Linked DNA regions of Sus scrofa: all the other regions are linked to region 1. The links are chromatin contacts, called in public promoter capture Hi-C maps. All regions are on one chromosome and are shown on one strand. Each heading gives the region's core, a stretch centred on a gene start, on an enhancer-like site or on the middle of the called end of the contact. The rest is flanking DNA. Distances are from core to core; before and after follow the strand shown. Region 1 holds the start of TOMM40 (translocase of outer mitochondrial membrane 40). Region 2 holds the start of LOC110261008 (very-long-chain 3-oxoacyl-CoA reductase-B-like). Region 3 holds the start of TRAPPC6A (trafficking protein particle complex subunit 6A). Region 4 holds the start of PPP1R37 (protein phosphatase 1 regulatory subunit 37).

What was found. Promoter capture Hi-C pulls out the DNA fragments that hold promoters and counts their contacts.
Region 2: a promoter capture Hi-C map of liver shows a contact between it and region 1, with 2.4 times the contacts expected there. The contact joins the promoter of LOC110261008 here to the promoter of TOMM40 in region 1. A contact is called at or near these places in 3 of 5 promoter capture datasets (fetal liver and liver), 3 of 47 Hi-C or Micro-C datasets (alveolar macrophages, retroperitoneal adipose tissue and subcutaneous adipose tissue) and 1 of 2 datasets of contacts at active chromatin or transcription factors (skeletal muscle).
Region 3: a contact with region 1 is called in a promoter capture Hi-C map of fetal liver, with 2.7 times the contacts expected there. The contact joins the promoter of TRAPPC6A here to the promoter of TOMM40 in region 1. A contact is called at or near these places in 3 of 5 promoter capture datasets (fetal liver, fetal skeletal muscle and liver), 4 of 47 Hi-C or Micro-C datasets (alveolar macrophages, embryonic fibroblasts, retroperitoneal adipose tissue and 1 more) and 2 of 2 datasets of contacts at active chromatin or transcription factors (alveolar macrophages and skeletal muscle).
Region 4: a contact with region 1 is called in a promoter capture Hi-C map of liver, with 4 times the contacts expected there. The contact joins the promoter of PPP1R37 here to the promoter of TOMM40 in region 1. A contact is called at or near these places in 4 of 5 promoter capture datasets (fetal liver, fetal skeletal muscle and liver) and 2 of 2 datasets of contacts at active chromatin or transcription factors (alveolar macrophages and skeletal muscle).

Annotation. Positions count from the first base shown.
Region 1 is chr6:51,358,701-51,361,522 of Sscrofa11.1, forward strand. It overlaps TOMM40 (translocase of outer mitochondrial membrane 40), which reads left to right and starts at 1,456. Exons shown (of 9, transcript NM_001315748.1): 1 at 1,456-1,736; 2 at 2,513-2,580. The coding sequence starts at 1,463.
Region 2 is chr6:51,605,618-51,608,439 of Sscrofa11.1, forward strand. LOC110261008 (very-long-chain 3-oxoacyl-CoA reductase-B-like) reads left to right here and starts at 1,438. Exons shown (of 11, transcript XM_021094536.1): 1 at 1,438-1,721; 2 at 2,095-2,141. The coding sequence starts at 1,562. It overlaps LOC110261007 (a long non-coding RNA gene), which reads right to left and starts at 591. Exons shown (of 2, transcript XR_002344690.1): 1 at 1-591.
Region 3 is chr6:51,588,051-51,590,872 of Sscrofa11.1, forward strand. TRAPPC6A (trafficking protein particle complex subunit 6A) reads right to left here and starts at 1,446. Exons shown (of 6, transcript XM_021094535.1): 1 at 1,293-1,446. The coding sequence starts at 1,424. It overlaps BLOC1S3 (biogenesis of lysosomal organelles complex-1, subunit 3), which reads left to right and starts at 2,447. Exons shown (of 2, transcript NM_001098586.1): 1 at 2,447-2,550; 2 at 2,553-2,822. The coding sequence starts at 2,457.
Region 4 is chr6:51,521,478-51,524,299 of Sscrofa11.1, forward strand. It overlaps PPP1R37 (protein phosphatase 1 regulatory subunit 37), which reads left to right and starts at 1,481. Exons shown (of 14, transcript XM_021094533.1): 1 at 1,481-2,024. The coding sequence starts at 1,823.

The DNA of each region.
Region 1 (2,822 bases), core at 206-2,705:
ATTTATTTATTTTCGTCTTTTTGCCTTTTCTTGAGCCGCTCCTGCGGCATATGGAGGTTCCCAGGCTAGGGGTCGAATCAGAGCTGTAGCCGCCGACCTAGACCACGGCCACAGCAACGCGGGATCCAAGCCTACACCACAGCTCACCACAACGCGGGATCCTTAACCCACTGAGAAAGACCAGGGATCGAACCTACAACCTCATGGTTCCTAGTCGGATTCGTTAACCACTGCGCCACGACGGGAACTCCAGTATTGTTTTAATAGGAGCTCAGGGCACGATGGGTAATAGATCCGAATGAATAAGCCAGGGACAGAGGGATGAATAATGGAGCTGATGTGTAATGGACCCAAAACTAGATGCTCAATTAAGGAAGAGCTAGAAGAATGAAGGGAATGAACGGGCATAAAGGGGCTAAAGGTAGTACAGGCAACCAAACTGAAATGAATGGGACGGAAGGCATGCTGGGTAATGGGACCTGAATGAATGGGCCAAAGATAGAAGCCGCAGCGACTTGGCCAGGGGTGGGAGGAGACCCAGAAGACATCATGGGTAACGAAAGGGGTGGGTCTACGGCAACTGTCCTGTTAAATAGGTAAGGGGCATTGTGGGTAACAAGAAACAGGACAGGGTTCATGTAACGGGTTAGAATTCTCCCGTGGCACTGTGGGAACGGCCAGCACTTCCGGCTTTCGGTCCGCGACTCAGGACTAGGGGGCCGCCCCTTTGCCGCGAAGCCTGGTGGGACGCGAGGCCTGACCTTGCTGCCTAGCAGCCTCTGCCGCGCAACCCACCTTTATCCATGTCCTTTGACCCCGGCACTTTAGCCAATGAACACACCAGATAGATTACGTCAATAGGGTAGGACCTTGTACCTGCCGGAGCCAATCAGGATGCGTCAAGGACCAAGGCCGACCAATAAACATGGCAACTTCGCCGCGGGGCGGAGTCGAAAGTGTGGGGGGGGTGACTTCTGGAAAGGGGCGGAGGCGATACGTCAAAAGGGCGTTGCAAAGCAAGCAGCACAGGCCAATGGCGGGCGAGCACCGGAACCCGCGGCATCGCGAACCAATCGGCGTGGGCTCTCCAAGCCAGTGGGAAGGACGGGGAGGTGTGCTTTGACCTGTCTGCGAGTGGGAACCAACAGAAAAGGACGTTCCAAGGAAGTGGGTGGAACTCTCATCCACGACACCAATAGTAAGGCCAGACCCTGAAGCCGGTGGGCGGACGCAAGGGCCCGTTAAACCAATGGACTGGGGGGGGCGGGGCGACGGTGGCGGCGGCGGCGGCAGCGGGTTCGGTTGCGCGTGGCGCACGGGGTGGGAGCGGAGCCCAGACCGGGAGGAGGCGCTGCCGCGGGTGAGAACCGGGGTTACGAGCAAGGGGGTGTTGGCTGGGGACAGGGCTTGGAGCCCGTGGGCCTTGACCTCTGCCCTCTGACCCTTCCCTTTGCAGGCGACCATGGGGAACGTCTTGGCCGCTAGTTCGCCGCCTGCAGGGCCGCCGCCGCCACCTGCGCCTCCCCTCGTGGGACTGCCTTCGCCTCCGCCCTCTCCTCCCGGCTTCACGCTGCCGCCGCTCGGGGGCGGCCTGGGCGCTGGGGCTGGTACAGGTCGAGGTTCCGAACGGACCCCTGGGACTGCGGCCGCTAACGCTGGAGGGACCGGGGATGATGGGGCCTGTGGCTGCCTGCCCAACCCGGGCACGTTCGAGGAGTGCCACCGGAAGTGCAAGGGTGAGGGGCTAGGGGCCCGGCGGGAGTGTGATGGCCCGGATCTCGGGGGGAGGGGGAGAACACTGAGGACCTTGGGAATTGGCACGGACCACTGGAATCATTGAACACAGCGTTAGGAGCTGATGTTGGAGTCGAATGGTGCAACGTTGAACTCGGGGCTTAGAACGATGGGATCAAATGGTGGAACCTTGGGATGGAATGCCAAGGCAGCAGAGAAAAGCTTTAGGGACCTCAGGAACCCCAGGAATCAGCCAAGCCAGCCTCATGTGATCGTGAGGGAAACTGAGGCCCAAGGTCACCGTGACAGCAAGGGGCAGTGGGGGTAGAAGCCAAGGCTTTTGGATCCCGATGTGGAATAGTTATGATGGAAGAGTGGTGGCCACATCCTGAGCACTGGCACTCAGTACGTGTTAACTCATGAAACCCTTGCAATAGTTCTATGCGGTGAATATCCTCAACTTCCAGTTGATAAAATTGACAGACTGAGATGAGTTGACGTGTCTCCTGTCACACTGGCAGTAAGTGGTGGCCCTGGGATTTGGATGTAGGCAAAGGCCTTGATCCTGAGCACATCAAAACACTAGGCTGTTTTGCCTCTGTATTGGTTGGGGTACTTTGCAATGTGTTGCTTGTGGGTACCTGGGGAATGGAGAGTGAGGATTCTAGGGAAGGAAGGCACCTGAGAAGAGGTGTGTGTGTGTGTGTGTGTGTGTGTGTGTGTGTGTGTGTGTGTGTGTGTGTTCGGAGTGTGACAACCAGCATTCTCTCTTTCTCAGAGCTGTTTCCTATTCAGATGGAAGGTGTCAAGCTCACAGTCAACAAAGGTTTGAGTAATCATTTCCAGGTGAGCCTTCCTGGGCCCCTCTTCCTCCAGGGGTCATCCCCCCCATCCCCCTGCATCTGCCCACACAGCCCTTTTATTGCAGCCTAAAGGTGTGGGCTCCTTGTTGCCAGACTAACCACTCCGTGGCGACCAGTGTAGAGTCTGGGGACCAAGAGTCCAGAAATAATGCACCTCACCCCCAACCAGCATCCAGGCAGGAATAAAGTGCCAGGCGTGTGCCCCAGCCCTGGCACATCCCTCCT
Region 2 (2,822 bases), core at 188-2,687, 250 kb after region 1:
CTGGGTGGCCGTTGTGGATGTAGTTTCCGGCACATTCATGTATGACTCCTTTTGTCCTTAGTCTTTGGTTCCACCTCTGTCACCAAATCTGTTAAATAACAGAAATTCAACTGAGTAAATTTAAAGATCAAATTGGCTTTTAGGCAATGCTTCATAAATTGGATAACAGAAAGGAGCTCCACTGAGCTGTGGAAAAGGAAGGTTTTCTAAAGACAAATGAAGAATGTGTTGTTTCAGTCAAGGCCACCTTCCTAAGGGAAATGGAAGGGCTTATTGGGAGGATTATCTCACTGTACTGAGGAGGTGATTCTAGGTTGAATGGCTAAAGGTTAAATTCCAGAAGGTTAAAACTGCAGTTAGGTTATTTATTAAATTTTGTTTTTCTGACCAGGCTGTTAGCACGAGTGACTGCACTGGGGACCTGTTATCTGCCTTTTATCAGGGATGATGAAATATTTCTGAAAATGGATAGTGGTGAAAATTTGCACAATATTTGGAATTATTGATGAATTACACATCCACTTAAAGGTTAAAATGGTAAAATCTGGGGTTCTTTGGTGACCTAGCAGTTAAGGATTTGGCATTGTCCACGCTGTAGCTTGGGTTTCATCCCTGGCCCAACAACTTCCACGTGACACAGGCATGGCTTTAAAAAAATAAATAAAGGTAAAATTTATGTTGCATATATTCTACCACATGAATTTATTATTAAGTAACAATTGTATCGTATAATAATAACTCTAATTCATTATCACCTAATTATAATTTATTATTAAATAATAATTACAATACGTTATTGTTAAACAACCAAAAGTAAAGCAGGGGGGAGAAAGAAGAATGTGCAAAGGGGGAAGGGAGTTCCCGTCGTGGCGCAGCGGCACCGAATCCGACGAGGAACCTGAGGTGGCGGGTTCGATCCCTGGCCTCGCTCCATGGGTTAAGGATCTGGCGTTGCCACGAGCTGTGGTGTAGGTCGCAGATATGGCTGGGATCCAGGGTTGCTGTGGCTGTGGTGGAGGCCGGCAGCTACAGCTCTGATGCAGCCTGGGCACCTCCATATGCCGCAGGCGCGGCCCTAAAAAGCAACAAAAAAAGGAATTAAAACCACTGTAATCCCGCAAGCAGGTATCTGTAAGTCAAGTTTTTCTGACACACTGTATTGACAAAAGCCCTTCGCGATTGATTGCTATTATTAGCTCTGGCCCGCACCAACCATAGATGGACTCCAGTGACCCAAACAAAGGGCATCTGTGAGCAGCCTTTGCTCAGCTCTGTGGGCTGAGCGGAGGCTGTTTGCCGACCCGCTCCGCAGGCATTCGGGACTCACCGTAGGCCCAAGGAGGGCCGGGCGAGAGCGTCAGGGGCGGTGCTTGGGCGGATAGGTGTGGCCATCGGGTAGACTATATTCCAGTGGGGCGTGGCTCGAGGGAGGGGCGCGGCGGAACACTCGCCTGGCGGAGTGGGAGGGGCTCACGCGGAGCCGCAGGCCAGGCTTGAAATAGAGGCTCACCAAGGCTGCGGCCCCAGCCGTCGCTTGGGTGACTTGCTGGCTAGAGTTGGGATGGAGTCGGAGTGGGATGCGCTGAGAGTGCTGGGAGCAGTTACCGCCCTGTGCCTGCTGCTGTGGGTGATCTGGGGGGTGGGCAGCACGGTGTATATTTACCTGCTGCCCCAGGTGCGCCGGGGCAACGCCTGGCTCCGATCGCACGGAGCCTGGGCAGGTGAGGAAGGAGGGCTCCCTGGCAGGCAGGTAGGGGTGGGGGCAGCAGGAACGAGCACGGGTGGCAGGTGAGGGCCCATAATCAGGGCCGAGGCCAGGGACTCCTGGAATGAAGATAGGCGAAGGCTGCAGCGACCAGGGTAAGGGAGGCGCTGGGATGCATGACGTCCTGAAACCTGTGCTGGTGATGGGCGCAGGAGTCAGCGACTGGGGTCCATGAAGGACGCGGACAAGAACCAGGAGGAGCTGGGTCTCCGTGAGGAGGGTTCCAAGAAAAGGCATGAAAAGGGACAAGAGGGAGAGGGGAGGGGATGACAGGGGGTAGGATCTGGTCAAGCTCCCCTCCTGCCCCCTGCCCCTTCTCTCCTTTCTAGTGGTGACAGGAGCCACTAGTGGCATCGGCAAGGCCTATGCACATGAGGTGAGCCGAGTGGGCGGTGGGGCTGGGAGCCTAGCGGGTGGTGGGAGCCTAGCGGGTGGTGGGGCTTGGAGCCTCTCCTATCTGCTTGGCTGTTGTCAGCGCACCCTACCAGACTGAGAATTGTGCTTCCTCTTGTTTCCTCATCCTCTCCGCGGGGAGGCTTTCCCTCTGCACCCCAGGCTGGTGACAGTGTTTACCCTGGGCTTCTAGGGACCATTGATCTCTCCCATCATTGCCCTGATCTAGTCACTCAAAACATATTTATATGCCACTTTCCTGTGCTAGGCATCTTCTAGGTGCTTGGAGTACAGCCGTGAACAAAAAAGACAGGAAAGACCTTGCCCTCACGGAACTTCGGATATAGTGAGAGAAGACAGGTGTGAATAGAGTAAACGAGCAGAATGGGTAGTGTGACAAATGGTGAAACGAGTTAAGAAGTACCTGCTGGTCACCTAGCAGTTAAGGATCCAGCATCGTCTCTGCTGTGGCTCAGGTCACTGCTGTGGCCCAGGTTCGAATCCCTGGCCTGGGAACTTAAGTTTTCCAGAAGCCTGGCGAAAAAGAAAAAAGAGTTAAGGAGAAACGTCAGTCAGGAGAGGAGAACAGGGAACCCGGGGGTGGGCGGGTGCCAGTATTTACACAGGGTGATCAGAAATCTCACTGAGAAGACAACACTGAGCC
Region 3 (2,822 bases), core at 196-2,695, 230 kb after region 1:
GCACTTACTAAGTTCCTGCTCTCTCCCTCACCCTTTCTTCTTGGAAACATTTTATAATTGAGGGTTGATGTTGCACTTAGTGCTTTAAAGTCAGAGCATTTATTTATTTATTGTTTATGGCCACACGAGCAGCATGCGGAAGTTTTGCATGCGGAAGTTTTGGGGCCAAGAGTTGAATCCTAGCCCCTGGATCCTTTTATCCCTACTGTGTGTGGCTGGGAATCAAACCCCCACCTCCACCCTGACAGGATTCTTAGTCCAAGGGACCATGGCAGGAACTCCGTGAGCGTTTATTTTTTATAAGGATCAACTTCCAAATTGCCAAGCAATTTTTTTTGTCTTTTTGCCATTTCTTGGGCTGCTCCCGTGGCATATGAAGGTTCCCAGGATAGGGGTCTAATCGGAGCTGCAGCCACCAGCCTATGCCAGAGCCACAGTAATGCGGGCCCGGGCCCGGGCCCGCGTCTGTGCCCTACACCACAGCTCATGGCAACGCCGGATCGTTAACCCGCTGAGCAAGGGCAGGGATGGAACCCACAACCTCATGGTTCCTAGTCGGATTCGTTAACCACTGCGCCACGACGGGAACTCCTGCCAAGCACGCTTCTTACCCTAAGCTTTGAGGAAGACTTCCTGCCCCCTTCCAAATGCCCTTCCCCCTTCTATTCCTCAGAAAAGGCCTTCCTCCACCATCCACCATCCATCCCTTTTCTTTCCTCGATTCTACTTAACTTTTCCTTACAGCACTTCTCACTAGCTGGTGGCATGGTCTACTTTTATTTATTGTTTGACTTCTCTATTAAAGAGTAAACTTCGCGAGGACAGGAAAATAGTCCTTGGAATACAGCAGGCGTTCAGTAAGTTTGTCGAATGAATGAATGCCTCACTTTGGGTCTTGGGTGCTGTTATGATCCCATTTTACAAGTCAGGGAATGAGGCACAGAGAAATCGAATAATCGGCTTTCACAGCCAGCGTGAGGGACGCAGGCAGTAAGTCCTCAGTATATAGCTAGTAATCATACTTATTCTAATTACTATCCGCTTACTTTGTGCCAGGCTTTGAGCTTAGGGCTTTACTCCGAGCTGTCTCGTTCAGTTCTAGCAGTAACCCGCGAGGCTGGCCCTGCTGCGACCCCCGCTTTGCAGAGGAGGAAGCCGTCGCCCGAGGTCACCTAAGCGAGGCAGGTGCGGGCAGGAGTTCGACCTGCGCCGCCCGCGGCCTCGATCTGGCCTTCCTGCCTCGGCCCGTGCCTCTTTTCCCCTTCTCCCCACCCCCAGGGCCCGGCGCTCACCCCGGGGCTGGGGTCTGGGTCGTGCGCCCACAGCTCTGCTACCATCTCGGTGTGCAGAAACTCGAACAGTGCCGCGTCCGCCATGTGCCGGCCTCTAGAGCCTAAGGACCGCCCAGCGCCTCGTGCTCTCATTGGCCCAGCTGGGGAAGCCCCGCCTCCTGTGTCTGAGCGCGAGCCCGCCTACTCTCGCTTCCATTGGTATTTCAGACTAGCCCCGCCTTCCTTCCCTGGGCTCTCGTGGTGCGCGCGTGAACCTGGGAGACTAGGGGGAGGGCTTGCTTTTCCTACATTGGCCGCACGTGACAGGCATCTCCGCCCTTCCCTCCGTCTCTTCCCTGTTTCTGGGCCCTCGAGCATTTCCATTGGCCGAGTCACTGGTTACACGCGACATCTTCCCTTTTAGAATCCCTAGTTGTCCACTAGCCTCACACCACAACCCGGAAGCTCCAGCCCAGCCGCTTTCCTATTGGTTGTGCCCCTATTCACGTGGCTCGTCGCACACGCCCTCAAAATTGGTCTTGAGGGGCTAGCTTCCTAGTTGGTAGCCGAGAAGCCCAGGTGATTGGCCGTCAACACCTGCAAAACCTGCCCTCCTATTGGTTGGGGCTGCCGCCTTCCTCCTTTCTCGGTAAAGAGCGCACTTCAGCTGGGTAGCGGATCCCGCAGGCTCGGAGCGTCGGTGACCCGGTACGGTCTTCGGTGATAGCGTTCCCCACCCCGCCCCCACTGGTGCACCCTCCCCAGAGTCCAGCTGGACTGTCCTCCTGTCTGTGACCCAGCCGTTGGTCCCTGCGCGGCTCAGGAGCCCGTATACTTGCGAAGGACGGTGCGGAGGGTGTGGCTTCTGCTAGGAGGCAAAATCCGAAAGAGCTTAGTTTGGGAGTGTGGGAACTCGTGCCTTGAGCGAGCTGGTGGTCCTCAGTTTTTCCTAAGTCAGCTGAAGAGGCTGGGGTCCAGTAGCCACCACCCCGCCGCACATCATCATCATTAGGGACGGTGAGCGCTGTTTGCTGAAAAGGAAACTGAGGCCCTAGCAAGGGAAGCAGTTGGCCCCAAATTGCTAAGAGTGGAGGGGTGAGAATCCAGAACCTGCACCTTTTAACCACCGCGGGGCGCCCGCCTCTCACATCGTCCCTTCGTGCGTCTTCTCCCTAGCTCGGCTCCATGGCGTCCCAGAGTCGTCGGCGGAGGCCGCTGCGGAGGCCTGAGACGATGGTGCCGGGGGAGGCGGCCGAGACCGACTCGGAGCTCTCTGCGTCTCGGAGGAGGAGGAGCTGTACCTGGGCCCCTCGGGCCCGACGCGTGGCCGCCCCACGGGGCTGCGGGTGGCTGGCGAGGCCGCGGAGACCGACTCCGACACGGAGCCGGAGCCGAAGGCCGCGCCGAGGGACCTGCCTCCGCTCGTGGTGCAGCGGGAGACGGCCGGGGAGACCTGGGGTGAGGAGGAGACGCCGGCACCCGCCCCTGCGCTTTCGCTGCTGCAGCTCCGGCTGGCCGAGAGCCAGGCGCGGCTGGACCACGACGTAGCGG
Region 4 (2,822 bases), core at 231-2,730, 160 kb after region 1:
TTATTTTGTCTTTTTGCCTTTTCTAGGGCTCTTCCACGGCATATGGAGGTTCCCAGGTTAGGGGTCTAATCGGAGCTGTAGCTGCTGGCCTACGCCAGAGCCACAGCCACGCAGGATCCAAGCCGTGTCTGCGACCCACACCACCGCTCATGGCAAGGCCAGATCCTTAACCCACTGAGCGAGGCCAGGGATCACACCCGCAACCTCTTGGATACTAGTCGGATTCGTTAGCCACTGAGCCACGATGGGAACTCCTCAGCAGATTTACTTTAAAAAAGTAATTTCTACCCTCTTTATAGTCACATCAATTTAAACATGTAAGTGAAGGGATTCGCTGGTAACTCAATGGGCTGAGGGTCCCGGTTGTCGCTGCAGCGGCTCGGGTGTGGTATGGGATGGATTCCTGGCCCAGAACTTTAGGCGTGGCCAAAAGGAAAAAATGTAAGGGAAGGTTCCATTAAATATAGAGGAGATTCGCTTTGTCTGTCTTCAGTGGTGAAGCTGAATGGAGCACGTGGAGAACTTAAACTCCCATTTGTCCATTCACAACGCTACCTCTGGCGATTCCTGGGCCAGGGTTTCAAGTTGCCTTGGCAACGAGTCGCTTGCTCCTCCTCTTGTCCCCTTTTTTGGTTTTAGCCCCGCCCACCCACCCCTCCCCGCGGCTGGAAAGGCTGGCAGAGCATGACGAAAGTGCGAGAGCGAATATTAAGCGCCTGGATGAGCACTTGTGTGGGGGTGGCTTGAGTTCGTGCTAGTTTGCTACTGGCTCAGTAATCTACCTGGTCCATCGCCTGGTAGTTTGGGTGGCAGATTCGCCCCTTGCTTTTGGCATTTCTTCTTTGGTCTAGTTTTTAAAAAAATTAAATCAGAGCTGTAATATTTTAGTGTGGCTCATATTTTAGTTTTTAAATTTATTTTTTTCTTATTTTGGCCGCACCCGCACAGGCATGTGGAATTCCCTGGGCCAGGGATCGAGCCAGTGCCACAGCAGTGACCCAAGCCGCTGCAGTGACAACTCGGGATCTTTAACCCGCTAAGCCACAAGGAAACGCTTAGTTTTTAAATTTAAATTGTATTTTATACAACGCTATCCAAATACAGAGTTATTATTGAAACTGTAGTCTGCAAACAGAAGGCTAGAGACTAGCAAGTGGCGACGGGCTTGTCCCCAGGCAGAGGATCTTTCTGTCAGCATCCACAACCTGTACTCATATATTAACACAGTTCCTATCGCCTTTCCTTTCAAGTTCTCCACCCCTTCTCTCCTTATCGGTTGGCCCAGCCCCACCAAGCAGATGGCTTTTCTTTCTATCTACTCCGTTCCCTTCTCGGTTGCCTGAGCTCGTGACGAGAGAGGCCCGCGGGGGGCGGGAGGGGGCGGCTCGGGTTCGCGCTTGCGCGCTGCTCTGGGAGACGGCGTCCACCTCGCCCCGCCCCCCCGCTCTGCAGTTCCGGCTCTGCAGATTCACCGCTCACGCTTCTTTTTCCTGTGGCCCTTTCTGCCTTTTGTTTGCCCTTTAAACAACCCACTAGACAGCTCTACCTGAAAACAGCTTGAAGTGATTTTCTGCTTTTCTGAATACGAGACGGGTTCACAGGCCCTTAACGAAAGTGCGGCTGCGAACGAGCAGGCGCGCACGGGGCTCGGGGGAGGTGCGCCGGAGCTGCCGGCGGCGACGACTACGACGACCAGGAGAGCGGACGGAGGCGGCGCCTGAAGCAGTGGCGGAGCCCATGCCCCGGGACGGCGGGAGGGTCCGGAGAGACAAGTCCGGGGCCCGGGGCATGTCCCCGGGGCCCCCGTGAGGAGGTGGCGGCGATGGAGATCCCGCCGCAAGAGGCGCCGCCCGGGCCGGGCGCGGACGGCGAAACCGAGGAGGCCCCCGCCGAGGCCCGGTCTCCCAGCCCCGCGTCGCCCCCGGCCGACGGGCGCCTCAAGGCTGCGGCCAAACGCGTCACATTCCCCTCCGACGAAGATATCGTGTCCGGAGCTGTGGAACCCAAAGACCCCTGGAGACACGGTAGCTAGGGCTGGGGCGCGGGGGCGGGCTGGTGGGGGACCTGGGTGTCGGTGCAGCGCCCAGCACAGAGGTGGAGCTCAATAAGTTGCACCTAATGACGGTTTAAGGAGAGAGTTGTCAGTTTAGAGCTGGAGGGTGTTAGAGAGGAGGTGGCTCTTGGGTTGGGAAGGTGAGAAGTAGCTGGTTTATACCTGTTCCCCACGTCCCCACTCCAAGGGACGCTGAAGGCGATCGTTTTAGGAATTAAAACTGTGAGCAAGGGAAGAAAGTTTGGTGGCATGGAAAATTAGGAGGGCTTTGAGTTCGTAGTTCCCTCGAAGGAGGATAGAGCAGCTAGAGGAGGGAGAGTGGGTCAACATGGGCGTTGAAGGAGTTTGATGGGCCCATGGGGATGGAAAGAGGTTAAATCGCTGGCCTGCAAGCCTCAGGGCAAGGGGTGGTCTTGTTGCTCCCTTCCTTGGGTGAAAGGAGGAAGAGGAATAAACCTGGCCTATGGTTGTAGAGGAGTTAGTAAATCTGGGGGTTGAGAAGAGGGAATCAAGGTAAATAAGCTTCCTGAGAAGTAAATAAAGGAGCTGAGTTGCTGGTCAATTTGGGGTGGGAGGTGGGTGAGAGATAGTCAGAGGAGGTGTTTTGGATCTTGGCATTAGGAAGAAAAAGTTACTGCCTGCCTCCTCTTCCTCTCCCAAAAAAGGGAAGCAGAACATTGTCAGTCATTCAGGAACTGAGAAACTTTGGAGCCTGGCTCTAGAAGGATCTTTTTTTTTTTTTTTTTTTTTTTCCTTTCCTTTTTTCTCT